Regions from separate parts of the Gossypium arboreum genome. Here region 1 is linked to region 2. A link is a contact called in public Hi-C data. All regions are on one chromosome and are shown on one strand. The core of a region is the stretch at or near the end of the contact, and the rest is flanking DNA. Distances in the headings are between cores, read along the strand shown.

Evidence for each region. Hi-C and Micro-C count contacts between places; a contact is called where the count stands out from the background.
Region 1: a Hi-C map of leaf shows a contact between it and region 2, with 3 times the contacts expected there. The contact joins the promoter of LOC108476056 here to the promoter of LOC108475414 in region 2. A contact is called at or near these places in 2 of 5 Hi-C or Micro-C datasets (both in leaf).

The regions. Positions count from the first base shown.
Region 1 is chr3:107,521,999-107,528,570 of ASM2569848v2, reverse strand. It overlaps LOC108476056 (1,4-alpha-glucan-branching enzyme 1, chloroplastic/amyloplastic-like), which reads right to left and starts at 3,272. Exons shown (of 15, transcript XM_017778123.2): 1 at 3,007-3,272; 2 at 2,781-2,882; 3 at 2,395-2,605; 4 at 2,188-2,257; 5 at 1,842-2,111; 6 at 595-1,501; 7 at 123-239. The coding sequence starts at 3,090.
Region 2 is chr3:107,184,748-107,191,071 of ASM2569848v2, reverse strand. LOC108475414 (small nuclear ribonucleoprotein SmD3b) reads left to right here and starts at 2,405. Exons shown (of 5, transcript XM_017777377.2): 1 at 2,405-2,704; 2 at 3,319-3,371; 3 at 3,516-3,582; 4 at 3,667-3,723; 5 at 3,855-4,108. The coding sequence starts at 2,546. The coding sequence ends at 3,917.

The sequences.
Region 1 (6,572 bases), core at 2,023-4,522, 340 kb before region 2:
AGTTTTTCTGGTTTTCAGAACAAGGCATGCACACATAGATTCATGGTGGCAGTAATTCCATCAACATGGCAAGACATAAAGGAAACAGGAGAGAAGCCTCTAACATTTGAGCTAGCACCAACCTTGTGAAGTGCAATCCCTCGGTCAATGGTAGGAGAAGCATCTGTTAAACATGACATGCCAGAGTACATTTCTTTATCCATTAGGAAAAATGCTATTGTCTTGTCACCTACGATAGACTGCACCAAACAAGAGTTATATCCAAGAAGCACAAAACATGGCAAAATATACAAACATTAAAAGAAAAGGGAACAATAAGAAGTGCAAAGACAGTATCAGATTCAGGCCAGGAGATCAGCTATGATATTAATCATTTAAGATTTAAATCCTCTCGGGCTTTGCTTAGGGATAGAGGAGAAAAGGAAGAGGATAGAAAACATTTTATTAATCAAGCTTTCTTTATGTCTTATCTTTTCTGTAATCATCCGAAAGTGGGAAGAACAAATTCCAAAGGAGGAGAAGTTTCCCTAAAGAAATTATTTAACTAAATTTAGAAATAAATTGTTCAGAAAAGTAATTCCTCATTTTCTATACCTGATCATGACTCTCAGCATAGGATATACACTTCTCAGTGTATCTCCTATTTGTCAAGCTACAGGATAAGTCTGTCATTGACCACTCTTCATCATTCTTATTCTTCAAGTAATCAATCCACTTGTCAGGGATGGCCATAGCCAGGCGGTAGTCAACCCCAATTCCCCCTTCAGAGACTGGCCTACCAAGTCCAGGCATACCAGAAACATCTTCAGCAATTACAGTCGCATCTGGCAAGATGCTATTTATCAGAGAATTGGCCAGCATTAAATAAACAACAGCATCAACATCAGTTGCATCACTGAAATACTCGTTGTAATCCCCTGTGAATGGCATGTTGATACCATGGTGATGATACAACATGGAAGTCACTCCATCAAACCTAAACCCATCAAATTTGAACTCCTCAAGCCACCACCTCAAGTTTGAAAGAAGGAAGCGAAGGACTTCCCAATTACCATAATTGAACAGTCGACTATCCCATAACTTGTGGTAACCTCTTTCTCCAGTGTGAAAATACGATTCCTGGGAACTTTGGCCAACATCAAAGCCATTAAGTCCATCAGTCACGTTGTTACTTGCATGACTGTGAACAACATCCATTAAGACCCGTAGACCTAAGCTGTGAGCTTTATCAATTAAATATTTGAGGTCCTCAGGAGTTCCAGATCTACTGCTTACAGAAAAAAAGTTCGTTACATGGTATCCAAATGACGCATAGTAGGAATGCTCCATTACAGCCATCAATTGTACGGTATTATAGTTATTTGCCTGAATACGGGGTAAAACATCATCAGCAAATTCTCTGTATGAATTAATACGTGGTTCAGAGCTACTCATTCCAACATGCGCTTCATATATTCTTGGGGCTTTAGGTTTTGGAGGACGGGGGTACTTAAATTCATACCTGCATTAACAATGAAAAATACATTAGGACAATTTTCTCAATCACAAATTAAAAGTAGAAAATCAGCATCAATTCAATTTTGTTGGAACTGCAGTGGATATGGCAGCAAGTTTTTAATCTCTAGCAATATCAAACTTATCTTAATAAACAGTTCCTAAATTCTGGATTTAAAACACACACACACAAATACAACTAGGTCCAAAACCCTGGACCACACAGTAGTTTTTTTTTTTGTTGGCCAAGACACGACACAGTTGTTGACTATATGTATTTCTTCTACTTTTAATGTATCATATCATCAGTATCAAAATATATCACATAAAATGTGCAGAAATTGCACCTTTCTGAAGGTGGAGGATCCCAATGCACACCATCATATGGAGCTCCAAATCTGGTAGGGTCTACAGTGGCATACTTAATCCAAGCAGGAATTCTGTCTACCCAAACTCCATCACCATGCTTGAATCGGAACTTGACTCTTGAATTATGAGGAATAGCAGGATTTCCCTCAGAATCCGGAATTTTAATACTCCAAACGCCAAATTCATTTTTTTCCATCTTGTGGTTGGAACCATCCCATCCGTTAAAGTCTCCAACAACTTGAGCTTCCCTTCATGAAGGAAAAGACTCTAGCTAAGAAATCAAATACTACGAGTAAAATTGTGTTTCAGAAACCAAAAACTTACTGAGCAGGAGGAGCCCACTCACGGTAGACAATTCCATCCTCTTCTCTGTTAAATCCAAATCTCAAATAACCTACAGAAGAGAGTAAAAGACAGATTTCGTTTGAACATTCACATATAAAATATTGAATTTACTACCTAGCATGCAATTTCATCATTGAAGTAGCCTTTGAGAAAAGCAAATTAAGAAGCAGATAGCATTGGAATGACCTTTTGCAAATTCCTCCAAGCCTCCCTCATAATTTTCAAAGAGATTTTTCTGATCCACATATTTCTTAATTCTATATTGAAAGTGATCTTTAAACTGTCGGAGGGCAGAATCAATATCCAAGATACCGATGTTTTGCGTGTCTTCCTCGGAGGTTGTAACTGTTGAACTATCATCAGTCATAACAGCTGATATTGGGGAACCATAACTGACCTGGAGGGGAAAGTTAAGCAGAGATGATATAACCAACCGCCAAAATACTTATATTTGATAACACCAAAATACTATCATCAATGTGCGAGGAATATCTTCACAAGGGCTAATTAGGACTAGCATTCATGAAAAATAAAATCAAGCACATAAAAGAAATTGAAAACGGAAATCATACCCTTCGATAAACTGGAAATACATGTCGCCGAAGCAATTTTTGGGATCCACGTCCGGATTCAGTGGCTAGTTGTTTAGCAATTTGATGATTAATTGCTGAACTCTGGAAATACAAACAAGTTTAACGGCTATGGAAGGAAGGAGTAGAACGTCATGCAAATTGTCTAGTTTTAAGAAATTTGAGTAAATACAAGAAGAAGAAGAAGAAAAGTTCGAACTACAATTACCAAAAAGCGATTGTTGTTAGGTGAAGGTGAGAAAGAACGAAAAGCAAAAGGCGTTGCTGCGAGAAGACTCAACGAACCCAGCATCTTTGCCGGTCCAAGCAAGATTCAGCCCCTCAAAGTTCTCTCAGCTCAGTTCCATTTTTCCCTTCAAGCAAAGTTTGGTTTAAACAGAGGGCAAAGCATAACACAATTGATTAGCACCAGCGCCAATCCCTTATTTATTAACTGATTAACTTATGTGGAAGTCTCCATCAATAAAATCTAGGCCGTTGGTTTTTTTAACGTATAATAAGCAATTAGTTTTCATTTTTTTTCTTATGGGTAAACTACACCATAGGTCATTAAATTATGGCAAATTTTTATTTTGATCATTTAATTAAAAAAAGTAACAATGTAGTCACTTAACTATTTAAAAGTTTTTGTTTAAGTCGCTGAACTATTCAAAAAAAATTATTTAAGTCATTAGGTTGTAAAGTTTCTATTTTTATTTTGAAGTTCAATCATGAGCTCTAAGTAACTATTCGACGATCAGTAGGGTGGATCAATACAGATCGAGGAGTAGAAGAATATACATTTTAATTAAGTTGATCGAATGATCAATATCGAAGATAAGAGAAAAAATTGTTTGAATTTTAGTTCGCAGATTCGTGATGTTTAAAGTTATTTTATAAAAAAATAAATTAAATTGTAGAAGAGAAAGGGGAAGAGAGCTTTCAATTGATGCAAGTAGTGCAAATAAAGAAAACCATATAGCATCAATTTTAATAGTCTAGTAACTTAAATGAAAACTTTCAAATAGTTCAATGACCAAATTATAACTTTTTTAAGTTAAGTGACAAAATAAAAATTTATCTATAGTTTAATGACTAATGGTCTATTTTACCTTTTCTTATTGGTCATGTCCAAATTCAGCTGAAAAAAGAAAGTGTTACAGTTGAAAGGATGTCCTTCCATTTCTGTAATTTTCCGTATGATTGGGATGCCTTTGTGAACAGACAAAGCATAAACTCACACGTTACAACTCAGCTGCCGTTAAAATTCAATGAATTAAATTTTTAATTATAATAAATCCCACTTCTTCTTCTACTGCGGTAGTGAGTACTGAAGAAGCCGAGATGATCCAAAATGCTACGATTTTATTGGTTATTATGGAAACAAAAATCACGTTCCTATCTTTTTATCAAATTCATTCTCTTTTGTTTTATATTAAAATTAGGAATTCGCGATGCGGGATTTAATTTTATTAATTTGATATATATAAATATATAACTATTTTATTTTTAATTAATTAATCATGTATTAAAATATACCATATATATTGACTTCATCATTTGTTTATCATGATTTTGCATATTATAAAGAAGTAGTTGTTATACACCTATAACAATATATTATTATCGAGAGATAATTATTGTAAACTTACAATAGAATTTATATAGCAGTTTGTATTTGATCGAGTCGAGTTAAATTGAGTCAAAAATTTGAGTTAGTCGAGTTGACGAATCCTATTTTACCAACCGAACTCAATTTGAAAATTTTTCGAGTCGAGTTAAAGAATCATATTATTTATACTCAATATTGCATTTACATGGATTAATTATTCAACTAGTAGGGAAAGTACAAGATTATTTAACTACATAAGTAAGGCTGATGGGTAAACATTTATCAAAACAACATAGTTTTGCCTTTTTCTTATTTGGACTTTCGGATAACTTAAATTGTGTAATCCATATTTGAGTTAAACCGAAAAATTTAATTTTTTATTCGAGTTGATCCGAATAACTCGATTAACTCGAACTATTTAATTCAAAATTTAAATTTTTATTGAATTTTTGAATCAAACTTAATTTTGCTCACCTTTAAATTCATATAATTTTTATATTAAATTTCTATCAAATAAAGAAAATAAAATTATGTTAAAAAAAGAGTGAGACTCAAATAAACAAAACTAAAAGATACATATAGCAAGTGCTTACATTTATTTGAAAGTAAAATTATGTTAAAAAAGTGAGAATCAAATAAACAAAGCTAAAAGATACATATAGCAAGTGCTTACATATTGCATTTATGCATTTTTTTTATTTTATATTCTTTCACATTATTAATTCTGAATTTTATAAATCTAACTAGTTTTTTAATTGATATGAGTTATCAAATTAAATTAATTAATTTATTATAAGCTATTGAATTCAAGTAATTAATTTATAAGTTTATAGTTATCAAAATTTATGGTAGCATATTTAATTAAGGAACTTAATAGTTTATTGAATTGATATCGTGTTTCCACTCTTTGAAAATTATTATTAATAGATTTTTCATATGAAATTTAAACATTTTATTAAAATAATATTTTAATTAAGATAATTTTATTTAATAAATCATAATTAATAGAACTATCTATATAAAATAGCTAAAATTTTACTTATTTTCAACAACCTACTATTTCAAAGAACTAATTTAATAAGAATGTGTTTCATAATCTTGGATGTTGTTGTTATAAGTGAAAAGTTGTTATAAAAGTTAAAATAAAACATAAAAAATTAGTTCACTAAATGTTGTTATAGAGATGTTTGCCTATATTTTGAAGAGTACTTAATTTTTTGTTATTTCATTTAAATATATATATTTGTAAATTTATCTATTTTTGCTTTGATGAAAGTACTAAACATTAAGCATCATGCAATTAATATTAACATTTAACAAAATTAGAAGAAAAGTTAGAAACATAACCTAGATAAAAAAATTAATAAAAACAAAGTAATGGAAAATTCAATAGAAATAAAAGTTTAATATTGAATAAAAATTGAATTTTAATGAACTAAAAGTTTAAATTTACATAAAAAGATAAAATTTTAATGGGTATTTAATGAAAATAATAAATAAAAACTAAAATTTTAATTTTTGTTTAATGAGAATAATTAAATATTATGATTTAAATAATAATTTTAAATATAATTATAAACATTTAAAAATAAAATGAAAAGAGAAAGTGTTAACCTTGATAATCACCAAGAGGAGGTGAATTGTTATTTTTAAAAACTTCAGTGAAAAATATCTATTAAAGGAAACTCAAGAATTTATAATAGTTTGGCTTGAATTGTCTACCTCTACTGCCTTAGGTTACCCCAAGTAAGGATTTCCTAAATTCACTATATTTGAACTATTCAATAACAATGTTTTCACTGGATAATATAGAGTCAATTCCCTTAAGATTTTCTATCCAAAAACCTTAAACACTCCCTTACAAAGATGAGAAATAAGAACAATAATTAAAGACACATCTCAAAAGAAGATATTACCATGATAAAACTCACTCAATGGTAATACAATACTTGAAAAGAATAAGAAATATGGTTACTCAAGTGTGTTTATGAATAACAAAGAGAATACTAATAAAAAAGATTGCAATTTTATGCAATTCACTTTACAAGCTTATTTCTTGTCTTTAATGTGGAGCTATTGACTTGTATTAAATCCTTTTAACAACCTTGGAGTCATTTGGAGAGTTTGGAGTGAATTAGAGTCGTTGTTGCAATTAATTTGGGCATTAATTACAGATTGCAGAG
Region 2 (6,324 bases), core at 1,156-3,655:
GCTCTGTGCTATGTTGATTATAGCTTTGTGCAAATCGTATTTACCAGTGGCTATGTGCTTATCATATTTATTGATGACTCTGTGTTGATTATATTTACCCATGGCTGTGTACCGATTATATTACCGTCGCTAATGGCTATGTGCCGAACTTATTGCAATTACTGATGGCTTTGTGCCAATTGTAATACCGCTACTGATGGCTTAAAGCGGAATATATATATAGTAGCTTTGCTGCGATTTCGGTTAGTGCTGCAACCGGTGCTAACATTTTAAGTGTAGGGATGGCGTAGGTGAGTTATTCCCCACAGGTAGTGCAGGGTTGGACGGAGGCAAGTACAAGGTTGGATGGGTTAGCATGCATCCATGCATTCACACATTTTGTTTTATTACTAAGATGGGCTAGGCCCAATTGATTCTGTTATGGGCTTTGGCACACGTATGCTCTGAACTAGATTGTACTATTATCATTAATCTGCCTCGCCCATACTGCTTTCATTTACTTTTGATATCGTCTCGTTACTCTAGTAAGGGGATTAGACACTGAGTTTTCATAGACTAACCCCGTCTATTAACTGTACAAGTAATTCCCAGCATTAGGAGGATCGGTGCTGCGAGGGACTCGGAGATGGTCACATGATTGCAGTCTTATTATGCTTTGGACTTTATTTAAAGTTTAGATTCCATTTTGGGTTTTAATTTTTGTAATAAGGCCTTTTAGGGTTTAGGATTTAGGGTTTTTTAGATTTTAACTTTGGGTTTCATTTACTTTGATTTATATCTGTTTGAATTAAATCACAATTTTCCCAAAGTGTTAATTGTTTTTAAAACAACACAGCGTTTCCGCAACATTTTCAAAATGCTTTCGCAACTTAACTTTTTAACATCAAGTTTTAGTAATTATTTTAAAACTAGCTTCTGCAACTAAAAGAGATTTTGGGAATAAAATTATGTATTTTTCAATAAACCATGCTTTGAAATTAAACTAACGTAAACTGGGGTTTTGTACAAGTTTTAATGACCAAAAGTTTTTTTTTAAAAAAAATATTAAGAGGGGCTTTCAATGAAAACATGGTTTTCGAAAAACACTTCAATGTGACACGCCAGATTCGAGCCTAATATCTAGGCCGGGTTTGGGGTATTACAAAAAACCTTTATATTGGCTAGTTTATTACATCAAAATAAAACTTTTTAATAGAATGAAACTATAATTAATCTAAACAAAAAGTAGTTCTAGTTGAACTAAAATTTCTAGTTGACTAAGAAACATAAAACTCTTAAATAACTTAAAATGCTTAAAAATATCCTAAAATTTAGAATAAATAATAAAAATATAAAACCTAATAAATAAAATATTGGACTCATATGTAATTAAAACTAAGCCTAAAAATCAATTTAAACTCTAATAAAATCTGAAACTCGTAATTTCCCATAATAATCCTGTCTAAAAATTTTGTTTGTGCAGTCTTCATTGAAATAGTCATAACTTGAGCTATTGGACTTGAAATCAAGTAATACAAATTGAGTTTTGAAAATAAGAGATAGCTCCCCAAACGTTATGAAGACATTTCAACTCATAAATGCCTAAATTTAATAATTTCACCCCATCCATGCATGTATCATTCAAGCATTCCCACTTTTGGTATAATTGTAACTTTGGTCCTTCAAATTTTAATATTTTCAATTTAACCTTTAAACTTTTGAATATTTACAATTGAACCCTTTTTACTTTTCACAATTTTACAATTGAACCCATACCTCAACTTAATATCTCACAACATATTACTTATTTTAACTATCATTAATATACCTTATTTATTTAACGAAAAAATTCACTATGTTTTAAGGGCGTTAAACATACTTCAGATTAAGCTAGGCTTTGACAATGATATTTAACCGCAATCCAAACCCAACTCGACCCATGAATAAGTCTACGCATGAATTACAAAATAAAAACTTTTTCATCATAAAAAATAATGTTTGATTAGCAAATTGGCCCCTAACTTTTATTAGATTAGTACTTAAAAGTCTTTTGTAAGGAGTGTAATATGAATTATCTTTTTATCTTATTTATCTCACAAAATATACCACATCCAATAAAAATGTAACATGCATCACGTTTTATTTATTAGTATTTTTTTGATAGAATGAGACAAAGTTTATGGTTTAAATACCACTTCTGATAAAAACTTAAAATACGATATAGGAATTGAGATATAATTTAAAGCCTAAAATTATACCTTCACGGGTAATCTTCATACAATGGCATGGCAAGTAGTCAAATAAAATAATCCAACGTACGGCATAGGAATAATCAGAAAGGTAAAACAACGCCTCTGATGCATCCATATTAGCCTATCAATTTCTCCAAACTTGTCCTCACTATATTTCAGAATTACAATTATGACCCTAAGAATTAGATTTAGAAATTTAAACAACTCGCGGGGCAAATCCATTTCTTTCAGCTCTAGGGTTTTGCGATTCCTGCAGGAGCAGAGCGGACGAGCGAGAAAGAAAGAAAAAAAGAAACAAACAGGAGAGGGAAACAATGAGCCGGAGCTTGGGCATACCAGTGAAGCTACTGCACGAGGCATCCGGCCACGTGGTAACGGTGGAGCTTAAGAGCGGAGAGCTTTACAGAGGAAGCATGGTCGAATGCGAGGATAACTGGAATTGCCAGCTCGAGAACATCACCTACACCGCTAAAGTACCTCTCTTTCTCACATCCCCCCTTTTTTTCTTTAGCTATTCACTTTCGACTTTGATTTATTTACTTTTATTTGGATCTGATGAATTTAGGGTTTATGCTTAGTTAGTGATAAACCTTAAAATACTTCAGTGTTGGGTGTTAGATTTAGGCATTGCATGCCGGAACTCTGGACTTAAGTTTATAAGCAGGTTAAGCCTTAGGATATTGGGGAAGAGATGGATGGAGTTTCTGGGGTTTGAAAATTGAGTATGTTTCTCAGCAATTTCTCATTGCTAAATTTGAGTTTGCCTCTGGATTTTGCTTATTGACTGTTGTGTGGTTCTTTGTAGGTTATACTACAAATTTCAGGTTGTTACCTGATTTATAAAGCGTTTAAGTTGCTAGCTTCTTGTATCATTGTTTTTTATTTAATAGATCTAATTAAAAGTTGAATGAGTGACATCAGAATTTCATTGTGATTTGAGTGCATATTCTCTCATCCCTTTTCCAAAACCAGATATATTATCGGTAGCATGTTGTTGTTCACTTTGGCTCAAGGTTGTTCTTGTCTTTCCTCTCATATTACTTCCACTTGTAACTGATTTTAAGCTGATTGATTGGCTTGGCTTCAGGATGGAAAGATATCACAGCTTGAGCATGTTTTCATTCGAGGCAGTAAAGTCAGGTATCATGTCTCTCCCTCCCTCAGTCAACCATGTTTCATTGTTTTTAGTAGGATTGATATGCGGCATTTGATGGTAATAGGTGTTGTTATAATGAAAACAGGCATACTTTATTTGTCTATTGATAGATGGGTATATTTTGACAGGTTTATGGTCATACCGGACATGTTGAAGAATGCTCCTATGTTCAAACGCCTCGATGCTAAAATCAAGGTTCATCTTCTTTCAAGGTGTCACATTTCTTACATTATGCACTTGTTAGAAGACCTCTGACTTTGTTTCTTAACTTCATCAAAGGGTAAGAGCTCATCTCTAGGAGTTGGCAGAGGTAGAGCTGTTGCAATGAGAGCCAAAGTAAGTGTGCCTACGCTGTAATTAAGATGGAACCCGAAGAACCATGCTCTTTTTGTGTGATCTCCTTATAATTTTCCTTGTCTATAAGCTTCATATTCCAAATATGATTTTGTTTCTTTTTGGTGTTACAGGCTCAAGCTGCCGGGCGTGGCACAACAGGTGGTAGAGGCGTTGTGCCATCGGTTCGTAGGTAACTTTGTCTTGTCAAATGGTTTCTAGTCTCTATTGTCAAAGCATCGTTCATCATTATATGCCACTGGATAAATTCTTGGGTTTAGTGATCAAGCTTGTACTCATTTGATGTAAAAGGATCTACACTTTTGTTATGCTGACGAAAATGAAATTAGAGGTGAAGTACTTTTTCATGGATCCATATGAAAGCAAAGTGTCCATGTATGTCATGCACATCCAATCTCAGAACTCTTTGCCCTTCTGAATTTTGTGCGTGCTTCACAGTTTTGCCTTGTGTGGGAATATGGTCGTTTGAAACATATGGAAACGTTTAGAAAATAATTGTTGTGTATATATGCACGCTAGTTATGTAAAAAATTTAAATAAAATATTAGTAAGGTATTGGTTAAAATGGCAAACTTGAAAAATTGGGCTTTGATTTTTAGGTTTAAGTTACACCATCTATGTTTTTCTATAAAAAAATATTTGGGGTTTAAATGATTTTTAATTGATTTATTGTAAAAAAATAAAATAAAATCAAACTTGTTCTTTGAGGAACTGAGAATCTTCTTTTTGATATGATAAGCAACTTCCCCTTTGGAATTTAGAAACATCTCACGTGTACGTTTCTTCTTTTATAGTAGTAGTGATTAGAGATGCTCATGGCCTACAAAAAATTTAGACTCATTCATTGGGTTTGGGCTGGGTTAGGTTTAAAAAGTGAGTTTAAAATTTTGTTCAAGCTTGACTCAAATAAAAATGCTAAAACTTGGGTCTAGCTTAGCTACTATATTAATTTTTTATATTATTTTATATAATTTTAAATATATAATACATCAAAATACTAAAAAATTAAAATAAATATTTTTCAAAAATAAATTTTAAAAAATATGTAGATTTAAATAGTACTAAGATAGATGTAACTTAACAAGTAAAACATCTAAAATAATAACAAAATTAACAAATGCTTTTAAAATAATAACAAAATTAATAATAAAATAAGTTTTATATAATATCCAAACAATAACAAAATAGTAGCAACATAATAATAATATGATAGCAAAATAGGGAGAAAACAGGAAAATAACATTCAAAAACAACAAAAAAAAGTAGATTTTTTTTGTCATTTAGTTAATTCGGGCAGGGCTCGGGCCAAAAATACCTTAGTCGAGGCTCGATCCCTTTTTTAAACGGGCCTTAATTTTTTGTCCAAGCCCATTTTTTGTGCCTATATTTTTGCCCAAACCTTCCTACATTTCTTGCGGGTCTTCGAGCCGGGCCGGGTAACCTGACCCATGAGCAAGTCTAGTAGTGGTGGGGTGTTTCTTTGGATGATGTGTTGTTGACCATTAATTTCATACCCTAGACTTGGGTTTTTTTTTCTTTTTTTTGTCTTTTAACGTTCACCATTTCTTAAATGATTATTTTATCCCTGAATTTATTCTTTGTTATTTAAAAATGTAATTGATCAATGTGATTATTTGGAAATAGTAAAATTTTTAGTTCATAAGGTGGGAGAGTTCCACATATATAATAAGAGTTGTGGGTAATTAAGGAACGAGACGATGACCTTTTGTGATAGTATTCAATTATCAATGTTGTAATGAAAACTAATATCTTCGTCTCCAAAAGAATGGATGGAAATCTAAGTGGAAGAATAAGCAGGATATTAAACGTAACAGCAAGTCCAGGATTTAGAGAAATATCTTGGAATTCCTTTATTCCACAAAAGAATTACTAACTTTATAGTACAGTTCGTAGTAGAAAAGGTTCGAGCAAAGTTGGGAAATTGGGATGCGGAGCAATTATCTACGACAAGACGCTTCACCCTAACACAATCAGTTCTTCTCTCTATTCCTAATTATTTTATGCAAGCCATGCGAATTCCAAAAGGTGAATGTGAAAAAATTGAAGGCCTGGCAAAACAATTCATTTGGGGGCCCACCACTAAAGGATGAAAAATGGCGCTAGCTGATTAGGGATCAATGTGCCAACCATGTGTATGTGGAGGCTTAGGTCTGCAGTACTTATAAAGCCAAAATGCATCTTTTTTACTAAAATTAAGAGTTAATATAGTCTCCAAAAGAGACGCTTTATAGGTGCGTGTGTTGCGGTCAAAGTATGGAATGAAAGAGATAATTCTTGAGAATATCGCAAGAGAAAGTTGTTCAGTAATGTGGAGAGCAATTGCAAAGGTTTGGCCTTTACTAAAGGAGAATCTGTGTTGGTCAGTTGGAATGGGAACAGAGATATGATGCTGGGAAGATAATTAGGTATGTAACAGCCCGATTTTGGGTCTAGTCGGAAGAAATTATTTTAATATTATTTTATGTGCAACAGCATGATTATAAAGGTGCATGAAAAATTTGGTGACTAAATTTTAGCATTTGAGAGCTAAATTGAGAAAAAGGACTAAATCGCAAAAAAGGT